Regions from separate parts of the Anas platyrhynchos genome. Here region 1 is linked to region 2. A link is a contact called in public Hi-C data. All regions are on one chromosome and are shown on one strand. The core of a region is the stretch at or near the end of the contact, and the rest is flanking DNA. Distances in the headings are between cores, read along the strand shown.

Region 1 (6,999 bases), core at 4,452-6,951, 73 kb before region 2:
GTTTGTATTTGCATCTCTTCACGCCTTTGTTTTCCCCATCCCTCGTGCTTGGCCAGTCCCCAGACTGGCTCTTCTATAACGCGGCAGCGAACGTTTCCATCTCGAGGCAGGGAGGGGCTGGAGAAGACATCTGGCCTGGATTCGAGCGATTTTCCTCCTGCAGATGTAAACGCCAAGAGGGAATTGGGAAAAGGAAAGGTAGCCTTTCTCAGGCCATATCCTGCGGCAGCCAGGGACCCACCTGCTCCCCAGAGAGCGTTCGGAAAGCCTCAGCGCTCTGCTCACTCGTGATCCGCCTCACATGGCCACTGACAGCAGAGAAAAGCCAGAGCAGGGCCAGCTTTCGTTACACCCTGACACTCCCAGCACCAAAAGGTCTGCCCAGGACCTTGGGGCAGCGGTGGAGCTGGCCCTGCCTTTGTCTGCTGCCAGCACCCGGAGATGTGGCCGAGGGAGCAGCGCAGGACAGCAGCACGGGTGGGGGCACTGCAGGCAGGGTGCAGGAGTGCTCCCGGTGTGCTAAACCCATCTAGGCAAAACCAACCTGACTCTACTCCATCGCTGTCACTGCCTTTTATTGCCAGAAACAACGAGGGGACAATTATTTCTTCTTGCCATCTGCAGAATGAGGGGTAAATTCAAGTAGCTGGAGGCTTGCAGCTCCTTCTGTCCTATTTTTCACGCGCAGAGGTTCTCAGCTGCACACATGATGCTCTGGAAGCCTTTTGTGGTTGGATTTAGAGCAGGCACCAAACTAGAGAAAGTTCGAGCTCTGCTAGAAACATTTCTCTTCCCTGGAAGTTTATTCAGCTGCAATTTTGAAAGTTATGTAAGGAAACTAGATAAAATTAGAGTACCGGACAAAAATAGCACTAAGAGCAATCTGCAGCTTGCTATAGCACTCCGAGACCATTTTGGGGTCTTCTCTGCTTCTTCACCTAAAGGTATGGGAAAGCTGCCTTTGCTGTAAGCTGGCCTCTGGCTGAATGCCATGGCATTTACACTGCCAAGGAAAAAAAAAATCACGTAGGATGGTAACAGCCTGGTTTCGCATCCATTTGTGGCAACATCGATAGCTGCACTTCCCAGGCAGCAGTCATCTGCTTGACTACAGTGCAACACCAAGGCACGACCCCGGGTCCTGCCCGTGAGTCAGCACTGAGCTGTCAAACCATGCTGAAACCTCCGGGAAGCAAAATGTTCTCTCTGCGTATTTTTGGTACCAGTCAGTGTGTTACGTGCACTCCCCTTGGGCATACCCATAGCGAGGGGTTGGAAGGATGGGTTTATTACAGAGGCAACTCTAGCATTTAAACTTTCTGAGAGCTGCTGTGGACAAACGTGCCATAAAAACCAAAGCCGATTCAAAGCTAATATTGAGAGGTGGGAGACTGCAGAAGGACTTGGGTTCAGGGCCCTTCTCCGCATTCAAGCCATCCTCAGGTTGCTTCAACTCCATTTTCCACGCTTGGCTGCATGAAGATAGAGCCCTGTCACCCTTTATCTGAGCAATTGGCTGCCATGGTCTAAAATATGACCAGCACACCGCACACAGCTTGTGGGAACAGTCATGAGAGCATCCTCAGCTGCTCAGCTTCACACCTTCCCTCACACCTACAAGCACGGTATTACCTGGCAGACACAGGACGATAGCTGAGGGCAGTAAAAGCTCAGATCACTGCAGTTCATCTGCCAGGGCTTGTCCATCAGGGCCTTTGGGTATCCACACAATGTGCCTATTCATGGCAGGCACAAATAAAAGCAGCCTGTGCTGCAGCGGTCCTGAGCTACCATTCACTCCCGGAATCATAATAAAATATAGGTTGGGGGAGACCCCTGGAGGTCATCTCGCCCAGCCTCCTGCTGGAAGCAAGGCCAACCTGAAATCACTGCAGATGAGCTCAGGATGTAAGGCCTTCCATGAAAAGCAAATGGCCAGGCCGAGGAAGAACAGAGGAGAATAATAATAGATGAATAATACAGCCTATGGCTTTCGTTCGAGCCCTTCTTATATTAACAGCAAGTAAGTCAAGGTTATCGTGCTAGCTATGCCAGTATTCGAGCTAATTGGTTCTCTGGAGAGAACTACAAAAAAGTTGGTTTCAGGACCTGCCAGGACAACTGCACTAGGGTTGGCCAGCCATGGAAATATTTCGTTATCTTTGAGAGAAAAACCCATTTTTATCTCTAATCATCTGCTACAGCATGTCCCAACAACTTGTGAAGGAGGAAAGGTTCTGAACAAGATCTCTGACTGTTCTGAGCTGCCTCGCCAGTTTTCAGTACTTTTCTGATTTGGTTGAAAGAAAAATACACACAGCAGAAAGGGATCCGTCAGTACAGTGGGGAGGAAATCGAGCCCTGAAGGAGAGAAGGCTTTGAGTGATGTTGTCTTCACATTCTCCTGTGAAGCCAGGAAATCCATGGCCCCTCCAAGCACATGCTGTACCCATCCAAGCTGTCAGACCATATTACAGATGCTGCCAGTGTTGTCCACTTCTTCCCTTCATCTGGTTCTCTCCACAGTGCTTCTCATCTCTCCCTGCCATCTTTTCCTCCATTTGGATTCACTGGTTTTGAGCCTCGACCCATTTTATCTTTGCAAGGCATATTAACAGAATCATACAGTGATACCAAAAATCTGAAAACCCGCTCAGGCAGCTGACATCTCTTGTGACAAGTTTCAAAATGCTCTGCGATTTAAAGGACAGAGGTCCTTGCTGAAACGTTCACAGTGGTAGCTCTGCTGCAACCTCCTTTATTTCAGAAGCTTCTTGGAGGAACAGGATACTGGTGCTTATATGGCACCCTTCACATAAAGCCTCGGCTTTCATGATCCTGTCCCCCAACATTTCTCTCCTGAGAATGCTTTCCATATTGTGCAAACTAAAGGACCCTCCCATTGAGTTAATTGCTAATTTGATGCACTTGAAGGCAGGAGGGATGTCTGTGATTTTCTGTTTTGAACCAAACCTTCCTAGGAACTTCTAGCAGTATTTTCAGGATCCTGCCCTATCGTTGCTCAAATGAGATATTTGAGAGAAAACTCTAGCAGCCAGCAGCCAGTAGACAATCTTAAGGAGACTCCCAAATCCCTCTAAACCTGCAACAGCACCAGCTACCCAGCCAGCCAACACGCTGGTGGGATCATCCTGCCAGCAAGGAAAGCCTTTTCCATTCCCTCTCACTTACTACTGACAATCCAAACAAGATGGGAGATTTTTTCCTTTTTCTGCTGGTTTTTTTGTACTGTCCACGTCAAGGTCATGCGGCAAGGTGCACCTGGGTTCACGTTTCAAAAGGAACATCGAGGTCAGCCCTGATCACAGTCAGCTCTAATCACCAGTTGTAGTGGGTGACAGTCTTTCCCAAAAGACTTTGTGCTTCACAAAGCACAGCCCCTGAAATACCCTGTGGGATGAAAGCAATGCCTGCTGCAGCTTTTATCTCCTGATTATTGGGAAAAGACAAGCACCACGACTAGTCACACCTCCCAGACACAGTCACTACTCTCACTTCCAGCTTCTTGCCTGCCCTTACACTAAGAACAAGGCTAAGATCTCTACCCCAGAGAGGATCTCTGCCTCAGATTCACATGCTATCCATCAGTCCGCTCCTAGCACTGGGGAAAGATGCTTTCCTCCCTTCCACCTTCTATTTGGACCTGCGCCTTCCTACTGGGATCATTTTACTGGGTAGGGGAGGACAGAAATAGACAGGAAAGAAACATGTCAATATGTGCATTGAGGAGGAATTGAAAGCAATACATAATGAAATATCTGAAAGCACATGGGAATTTGCTGGAAACCAGAGGAGAGAGGAAGAGAAGCAGCTATCACGCCTTTTACTGCTGCAGATGGAGTTAGTTTTGAAAAGCTCCTTCTCCCTGTCCCGTCCCTCTCCTCCCCTCCCTGCTCACCCACTCCCCTGGGGAGGAGAAGGTAACAAAAGCATCATTACGAAATCAGTCACCTCGGAAAAGGATTCCAGCAAGGTAGAAACCCAAAACCTGAAAATCACTGCAAGAGGCAGAAGCGTCTTTGGGGGAAAGTTCAAACAGCCTCTCTTGCTTGACGAGTGCTGGAAACAATATGGCAATCATTAGCTTCTCTCTCTCCAGCTCAGGGTAGTCCATCTAATTTACACATGATGAACAACAGACACGCACGTAGGTCCAACAGCAATATTACGGTCGCGCCTCTTGCCAAGAATTATGCCACGAAAAACCACATGTGCACACCCATGTGAGTCTGGAAGGGGTTAACGGGCTGCTGGGGGCTCCTTCCCCTCAAAGAGAGGTGGGAGCAGGGACAGCAGCTCAGCCGGAGAACAAGCATCACCCTCGCTGCGTGACCAGCCCTGGATGTTGGTGAAGCCTCCCTGAATGCACCTGAAGGTACGGCCTCAGACCTGGTTCACAGAGGTGCAAGGTATCGAGTGCTGGCTGATTTTTTTGGGTGGGCCATGAGACCCCACGAGAATGCTTATCATGGGCTTCCTTCTGTTGCTTATTTCTGGGTAACTCCAGGAAAACGGGGTCGTTTTGTACCCTTGTGTGCAAATATCTCTGGTGGCAGCCCACAACACCTTTGCTCACCTCAATCGGAGCAGACTTGCCAAATGACAGCTCCCCTTCTACGCGGACCACTGACCTCTCGAGACAGCCAGCAGGGATTTCAAGCACACCCTGACTGCCACAAACCACCCCTGCACCCTGCAGCATCATTAAAACAAAATCCTCTTGTTCTCTGGCATCAGACAGATCCGTACAACACCAGGAGCTGCTGCCTGATCCGAGCTCTTCTTTAAAGCTGCCGGTGTTGTGTGCTTGTTCTCCACGCAAAGCCCCTGAGCTCTTGGTGTCACGCTGCCCTGGAGCAATGAGCTCCCTAACGTAAAGGCAATTTGATTTTTACCAGAAGCCACTGCGTAGTGCAGGGGGATGTTTTCCACTCTGTCTCTGCCATTGTCTGCCTGGCTGGTGACCTGGAACAGGTAGTGCTGCCTTTCTTTGTCTCTTTGCTAAACGGAGATACCGGTGCTGACCACTCCTGTGCAGTACTTTGACACCTACCAGGGATAAAAAGCCAGGTGTTGACACTATTGTGCAGCAAGTATTTACACTGACCTGCTTTAAAACTCTTCCTCCTGCGTGTTCATTGAATAACCTCGTTGTTCCTGTGTTATGAAACACGGCAAGTGGACTCACAGCTGCCCACAGAAGTGAAAGCGGATGGATGCAGGCTGCCGGCGAGCCCCTCCTGCCGTGCAGGACTGCCAGGGGTGAAACCCTGGCTCCGTTGACCCCGATGGGAATGCTGCCAACGGGGTGACTCCTTTAGTGCTGATTCACTGCAAATGATAGTAGGAAAAGCATTTTGTAACGTTTTCTGATCTGCTTCTTGAGGGTTTAGTCATCCCAAAAGTCAGTATGAATAAGGATTACTCTTTCCTTTCAACAAATGGACCCCTCAAGTAAAATCCCGCCCAGTTAACATTTTTTTTCACTGTATTTTTTTCGTTGTTTTTCTGGTGAAGTTACCACCATCTGCGGCCAAACAACACACTTAAGCCCAGTAACCTTTCAGAAAAATGACAGATGATGTCTGCTGCTCATTTCACGTGGTTTCTGCCCAGTACAGTCTCTGAGGAAAGGAAGAAGGTGCCAAAACTGAAATAAGAAAGATAACATTGGTAAATGTCAGAGCTCCCTGGTGAGTGCAGAGGTCTCAAAGACTTGAGAATGCTGAACAGATGACTCACTGGGAAGGGTTGCCGCACGTCCTGTTTTTAACAGATGGGACACTAACTTATTTTATCTACGATTCTACATTTTTATGGTATTATAGTAGCATCTAGAGGCCTTAGCAGTGAAGGAGATGGCTTTCGGGACTGTGTGGGGTAGAAGCTATGGTGCAGCAGAACAGGTTGAGGGAATGGGATTTAATGTGAAAAACTGCAGGGCAGCTCTCTGCTAGTGTATTTTGGAGCTGGTTCCAGCCAGGGTCTGTTTTACAGGCACAGAAAGACATTTTCCTTGCTGAAAAGACAGATTCTGTCATAGCTGTAGCACTTCTCCATAGAAATATTAGATATAGGTATCCAATTTATTACAGAGCCTGCTACATCCAAATATACAAGCTATAAATGTTCAGATCCACGCTTCACACCTGCGCTCAGAATTTCCCAGTAGATGACACACAAATTTTGCCTTAGTCCCATGGAAAGATTTCAGAACCATTTCTGTTCAGGTCAGCTCAAAAGTAAATTATTTGGTGTCTCTGGCATTGAAAAAAGCCACTTTAAAAAATAAGCATCATTTCCAAGTGAATAGGCAACACATTCTGTGTGTTAGATGTTGAAATCAGACTGACTTTCCCCTCTGTGCCTCTGCCTTCTCAGCCAGAGCCACGGGCTGAACGCAAAAGTGCACGAACAGCTCTAAATCCCACACCAGTTTTAATTGAGTTCGCTGTTCAACAAACAAAAAAAGCCACGCAGCTCTAATGTGATGATGCCGGTGATGACATTTTCCATGTCCTGCTCCAGATCTCTGTGTCATTTGTCCTGCCACAAGCTAGTGCTCCATCCCCTACAGCAGGACGAGGAGTGTGGAGCCTGCTACTGCCTGTGAACTAAAGCAGACCTGGAGTGTAACCTCAGACAATAGCAGCTTTGCCACCAACATAACGGGGACCAGTTTATTAGCCCAGAATTTCCAGCTCGAGCATTAGAGGCTTGTATTTTTGACAGTTTTAATCCAGAAGCCCTGAGCTCCCTACCATCATCTGTGGATGTGATTACATGGGTAGACAGGCTAAAGCTGGAGCACTCCGAGTATTTCTGCTCCGTGTCTGCTTCCCAAACTGAAGCTGTCACTCAGCTGGCCCTGTCCAGCCAACTAATCGCTCTTCTGGGGACAGGCTCCTGTGGCTAACGTGTCCCCACGGTCTCCCATTTAACATGCTGATGAAGGAATACAAATTTGTCCACTCCTCC
Region 2 (6,396 bases), core at 687-3,186:
CTTTAGGACGCCTACTATCGGGTCAAAAAAGCCAGAGCCCAATGACGTAAAAGTGAAGATCCACCAGAAATTCACTCTGCAGTAAAAAAACTTACAGGTTTACCTTTTGTTTTGGCAGGCTGTGTTAGATCAGGACCTTGCTGTCTCCCTGCATCAATAGCAAGATGATGAGGCTCTGGGTAATTCACCAAAAATGCAAGCATGTCCACTCTTGCCACATGTTTGCTCTCTGGGTATGAGATGGCAGTGAAATGCTGGCCCCCGTTCTCGTGTCAGAATATTTTTCTCCTTCAGCTGTAGGAAGAACCTGTTTTTTTCCAAAACTTGGCCTAAACCTGGGTGGCATGAAGACTCTTCCATGCCTCCATGGGAACCAGGAAGCCCTGCCTTGCTCCTTGGCCACTTCAGGAAGCAATGTGGGATGTTGGGGAGCACGGAGATTTCTCTTAGGAGTTTCTGCACCTTCTTTCTCTCTCCATCAGTTCCCAGGCTACATACACACATGAAATCTGGGGCTCTGTCATTCGCAGTGAGCTGAAGCAGTCTCCCAAAGAGAATACTCCTCAGGAAAGAAGGGTTCCAAGAACACTCCGACACACTCTAGATTACAGAAATGCTTCTGCTATCACAGGGGACAAGGCACCATAAAGAATAGAAGGCATGAATGAATTATTATTATCATCCCCGCATACTTATCCCCCTTCGTGACCCCCCTTTGAGGAGTCACACTGAATTTGAGTCTTCCCTGGAATTCCAATCAATCATAATCAGCACGGGATGGCCTGGCTGAAACGCAGGCGTTTGCTGCTCACTGTAACGTAGTGAACACAGACTGCTGCCTCCTGACGTACTGCAAGGGATCACTGCCTACACTGCAGTGTCCTTAAACATCGCTTGACTGCCAGCCCATTTTTACTGTTCGCTTCAAAAATTGCTGTCCCCTTTTTTAAATGGTTTAAACACAAATGCGAGCTTTCTGTCCAGAGCGGTATGAGCTCTTGGTGAAGTTGTTTCCTGAAACAGCGCTGCACAAAAGAAAGCCCTGTGTGTGCACCACAGGCCAGACTCTCAGCTGCACTACACTTTTTGAATGCAAGGCAGCTATGCAAAATGACGAGGAGAGATACAGCTCTGTGTTTCCTCTAAATAGGTGAGTTAGCACTGAAGGACACGTTGGTAGATGATAACAACACCCCTGCCTTGATCCTCAGGCAGTGCTGCAGATCAGAACATTCCTGGTACCATGGAGGATCCTAAAATGCAGGGGAGCTTCCCATCCAGAAGGAAAGTCATCCCATAACCTCTATGAGTTGAAACAGCCTCGCTCACACGCTCACCTATTCAGGCTCCTTTAGGAATTTTTCTTTCCAACTGAAAAAGCAACCTGATAACAATTTATTTATTTTTAATTTCAAGGAAGTAATGATGTGTCTTTCTTATTGCACAAAGTATCAGGGCACTAACTTCAAAATCCATGAACCTTACATATCACTTTTATTATGGAGAACAGAGGACATTTTTTACCCTGGGGAACTGGGGTGCTCTGCATCCAGACTGAACTTAATCTTCCAAACCCAAATCTCCATTCTGAGCACTCCCAAACTTCAGGACAGGCTGTGCCTGGCTTATGCCTCTTGTCCCACGCGTGCCAAGCGTTGCATGCCCACGCGGGTCCTTGCATGCTCCCAGGAAGCTGCCATGCCTGCTACCTGCCTCAGGGAAGGAGAGACAGAAAGAAACCCAAAATACTGCGGTGACCTTGCACGATAAAATCACCCCAGGCAAACGCCTCGCCGGCGTTGCAGGGAACAAGAAGAAACCAAGAAACCAAGTGCCAGAGCAAGGAGTGCCAAGGACAAGGAGCTCAACACAGGCTGCTGGAGGGAGGCTGAGCCAAAACACGAAGGCCAGCCCAGGGCAGGTGGATTATAGGCGATCCTACAGTGTCCCCTGGTGGCAGACAGCCTGCCTTCCTTCCCAGCCAGCCCAGACCAACACAAGGTGCACGTCTCCCCATCTTCTAATTAGGAGTGAGTAATCCAAGTGGATAAACAACAGTTGCGAAGTCATTTTCACCTTGCCTGCAGCTCTAGGGTCAGGGTATGTTTTCGGTCAAGCCGAAGCGTGAGCAAATGCTTGCCGTGCCTGCTCACGCTCCTGCTCCTGACTTCCCGGGGTACCCGTGGGCTTGCCCAGGCTGCTCCCCACCAGCCCAGGGCCAGCTGCTATGGGTCAAAGCATTTCGTGCAGCTTGCTGATGGCGAGCCAAGGATGGCTTCAAAAACCAGCTTCTTGCATTGGAAAAATAAAAAAATAAAAATAAAAAAATAAAACCCTTTGGCTGTTTTGCCAGCTTTTCCTTTTTATTTCGGTTCGAAGGAAAACAACACAGTAAGCAGGCCGCTGATACATGTGAGCGTTCGCTGTGCTCCCCAAAAAGATGACACAAACCACGGTGGTGGCATCTACATCCCCCCAAAGGAGGGATGGAGGACCAGAGGCAGGGAGATTTCTTCCCATGGAGGCAAACCTGTGCTGATTTATTTTCATGGGAAGGTTCCCCCTCCTGCCACCCACCCTCCCACCATAATCTGACTTCTGGTGGTCCACAGGCTGAAAATGCCAGGGGTGGACTACGGCCTGAGATAAAAAAGCAAGCTCTTGAGATGGGCACGGGGCTTCTCTCCTGCTCACTGATCCCACGTGCCAGATGTGAGTTGTCAGGCTGGGGCACTGCGGAGCAGAGCTGATTTATTTCCATTTCAAAGAGGGAACACCTGGCAGAGCACTCAGCGGGTGTCCTGCACCCCAGGACAGAGGGTTCCTAAAGCTGACACATTTCCCCAGAATCTTAGCAAAAGCCTGGCTGAGAGCAGAGCCCTTGTGCAAGGCATGAGCTAGGTGAGATGTTTGGGATCACAGCATCTTTTTGTTTTGTTTTGATTTTTTGACCTAGCTTTGTGGCTCCACGTGCATTCCCACAGATGAGGAGATATCCATCGACATGTGAAGCCCCGGGACTCTCTCTGTTCTGGGACGCTCTGACCCAAGCACGATTTCCATCTGCTGCTTCTTCAAGAGCGTGTGGGAACGCACACTTCCAAGTCACACTGGGTTTTCTTACTGACAACCATCATTTGATAAAAGACAAAACAAAAAGACACAATCGCTCTGAAAAACAACTAAATGTTCCTTGTCCCCCCGTCTTGCTGTATGATGCATTTTCACCTATCCAGAAAAGGAACGGATAAGATTAATGAGGTTCTCCAGGACGTTAAAAAGGGTGAGCAATGTCAGACGCTGCCAGAATGAAATAATCCACACAAGCACAACAAGTAGCAGGAAAGTACAGACGTGAAACCATTACATCCCATGTATTAAAATCCCACATCCCATGTATTAAAATACCAGTACTGCACAGCTCAAAGCTCAGCTTCACACTAAATCACTCATTCAGCAGCCAGGGACAGGTTCTGAGCCCGCATAACCCCAAAGGGCACCGCTGAGATCAAGGCAGAGATGTCTCTTTCAAACCAGTTCTCTGTTCCTGGATTTCTCCTACAACTCCATGACATCTGGAAACAGAAATTCCCTGAAACTTTTATATCATAATGACGATTTTGCAACATTTACATCAAACTCTCATCTACAAGGGAAACTAGAGGAAGTCTTCCAGCATGTGTTCAAGAACCCAGACAGCAGGTTTCTGCAGATGCTTACATTGCTTGTGTTGCAGATAATAAAACCAGTAGCAGGTTATTTTTCTCACAATTGATTTCATGCTGAAATTCCACATAAACCCTCTCATGAGGTCCCTGGAATTGCCTACAGAGTCTGTAACGCTGCCTGACTTTGTAAATCCCATCACAAATCAGATTCCCCCACAAGGCCCCAGAAAGGACATGTGAAAAGCGAGTTTCTCAGCTCATTTCCAGAGCCCACATAGGGCCAAAAGAGGGCAGTGTGTCCTGCAGATACAGCCAGCACGCCAGGAGCTGTCAGATTCTCCGTGAAAGAGGCAAAAAAACTCTTGTTTCTACAGCAGTTAGGCTCATGCTCCTCATTTGGGGAGCATCCATGTCTGCCTCATTCTGCTTGGGTCCTTTGGCCAACCCAACAGTGGGGTGCAGGCCTCAAAGGTAGCTAAATGCCCTCGGCTTCACGAAAAGTGCAAGTCAGGCAGAAGAATCGTGTTCCCACTGAGGACGGCCTTAGAAGCTTGCCTGTTACTGGTCATCAGCAAATCCATGCGTGAAAAGGTAAAAGACAATCAGAGATTCTGGAAATCCAGCTAGGTTAATCTTGCTGTACAAGAAACCCCATGCTTTAAAGAGCAAAGAAAATTGCACTTTGCAGGAGAAAAGTGATGAATGCAAGTAGCTGTATCTCCGTGAATTATTTTCAACTCTGCCACTGAGCTGCTTTGCAGTCCTGGACAAATTCTCCCCTCACTGTGGGGATTATCCTTAAATGTGAGTACGAGCTAGAGATGTGGGATCTGTGCATTTATAAATAGCGCACCTACACGTTTCACAAGAGGGCAAATGCCAGTAACTTCCAATAAAGGAATTCCCAGCAAGAGCAGCAGCAGTGAAACGCCACCCTTCTGCAGGCTGCCCTCCCTTCCAGCATCCATCACACCAACAGAGACAATTAAAGTCTGGCACAAGCCCCAGGACACGGACAGCCAGTGCCTGCGGGCTGGGCCTGAGACACAGTGAAGGATCAGGAGTCATGAATCTGGGAAACAGGCTGGCAAGTCTCATGAACACAGCACAAGACTTGCATCTCTAATCCCTGCCTCATTCTCCCCCGGGAGCCTGGACCACATCTCATGCGTTTTCAGCACCAGGCTGTAGCCTTTCTCCTGCCCACACACCAGACAGAGCTTTTAACTTACCACACAGCTCTGCACAGATCACAACGTGGGAGAGAGGAGAGGTTCTGAGACAGAAATAAAATGCAGCCAACCTGGCCAGTGGAAGGAGAGCGATTTGTCATTATTAAACCGTATTAAGATCAGCCACCTGTGGTCGGACCCCGCAGTGTTAGGGCTGTGCCACTTGGCAGACCCCACAGGAGACAAATACCACAGCCACAGCCCTCCCTGTAGTGCATGACCAAGGTGTAGGGAGCACATCCTCTACCCCATAGCCCAGCAAGGCCCATTCTTGACCATGCAGATGAAACTGAGCCGCAGCAGGACAGCAGGGACTGACTGCTCCACGGGCTGTGGGATGGCACGTGTTTCTTGTGCCACTTTCTACCCCAAATCCTACAAGTCAGGAAGGCTTTGCTAGGGCATCTGATCCAGCAGAAATGGCTCGGATGCTGCCACTGGCCTTGCTTACAACACTATTAGGGTTTTAGCTGATTTTAAGCAAATATGGTTTCAACTAATGTGCTGCCTGTTTTTGTCACTTACTGCCCCATGCCCCAATAACTTCTTCACCCATTTGCAATCTGCAGCCGAATTTGACACACGAATAGAGGTCTTAGAGCTACTGAGCACCGACGGATATAATGAAAATAAGCTACCCAATATATTTTGTTGAGTCAACCTCAACGATGCAGCGAGGCTGCAACTGAGGCTGCGGTGTGAGCTCAGCTACTGGGCACCAGAAAACCTGTGTGGAAGGAAGCCACGTGTCCGAATGAGTCAGCTACTAGAAAAGCTCTGCTGGGCGCTTGTGCTGTGCTGGGCAGCAGAGCCCCCTGTTCTCAGGAAGGGAGTCTCTCCTGTCTGGCCTCTCTGACGTCTCCAGCATCAGGCAGGATGGTCAGCTTAACAAGAAACCCACTGTGAAAGAGGCAAAACAAAGTCTCATCAGTCCCGCTGCACAGACAGCACCATTCTTCCCATTGAGGTCTCTAGCTTTGATGGAACCAACCTCAAATTAAACAGGATCCAGCCTGACCAGCAAAAGGAGACTTTCTGCTGCCGGGCAGGATTCATCACTGCCCAGTAAAATCGGGATTTACAGACTGGTCAGGGTGCACGACAGAAGCTGCTGCATGGATGGAGCAAACAGCTCCTGCCCCACGGTTTTGTAACAGCAACAAACAGGCAGGGAAATGCATCAGGGAGAAGGAAGGGAAGAGCTAACCACGTCATTGTAACTCCACGTTACTTGTAGGCTACTTGGTGCCTGGTGGAAATTGCCACCTTGTAGTAAAACGCTGCAGGAGGACGGAGAGCGACTTCCACTGATTATTTGAGGCTTTTTGGATATTGAGGAATATGATTAATAGATTTGAGGATATTGGGGAAATCAGCCAGAGCTGATCTCACACATGAACACACGGATCTGTCTGTGAGCACAGCGAGCAGGCAGCAGAGGCTGCAGCATTCCTGCAGTGCCGATGGCCTTGCACAACGCACCGCAACATTAAAAC

Evidence for each region. Hi-C and Micro-C count contacts between places; a contact is called where the count stands out from the background.
Region 1: a contact with region 2 is called in a Hi-C map of liver, with 2.9 times the contacts expected there. The contact joins two enhancer-like sites. A contact is called at or near these places in 3 of 8 Hi-C or Micro-C datasets (liver, skeletal muscle and subcutaneous adipose tissue).

The regions. Positions count from the first base shown.
Region 1 is chr8:34,643,808-34,650,806 of IASCAAS_PekinDuck_T2T, reverse strand. The region is part of intron 3 of LOC106017510 (a long non-coding RNA gene); the gene reads right to left. Among named protein-coding and RNA genes, the nearest start is that of USP24, 85 kb to the right of the region's middle. Within about 2 kb of position 5,701, at least 3 of the 8 cell types and tissues checked have an H3K27ac peak or open chromatin away from gene starts, as enhancers often do. A contact at or near this core is called in subcutaneous adipose tissue, where this site is marked.
Region 2 is chr8:34,567,846-34,574,241 of IASCAAS_PekinDuck_T2T, reverse strand. No RefSeq gene overlaps it. Among named protein-coding and RNA genes, the nearest start is that of USP24, 9.2 kb to the right of the region's middle. Within about 2 kb of position 1,936, at least 3 of the 8 cell types and tissues checked have an H3K27ac peak or open chromatin away from gene starts, as enhancers often do. A contact at or near this core is called in subcutaneous adipose tissue, where this site is marked.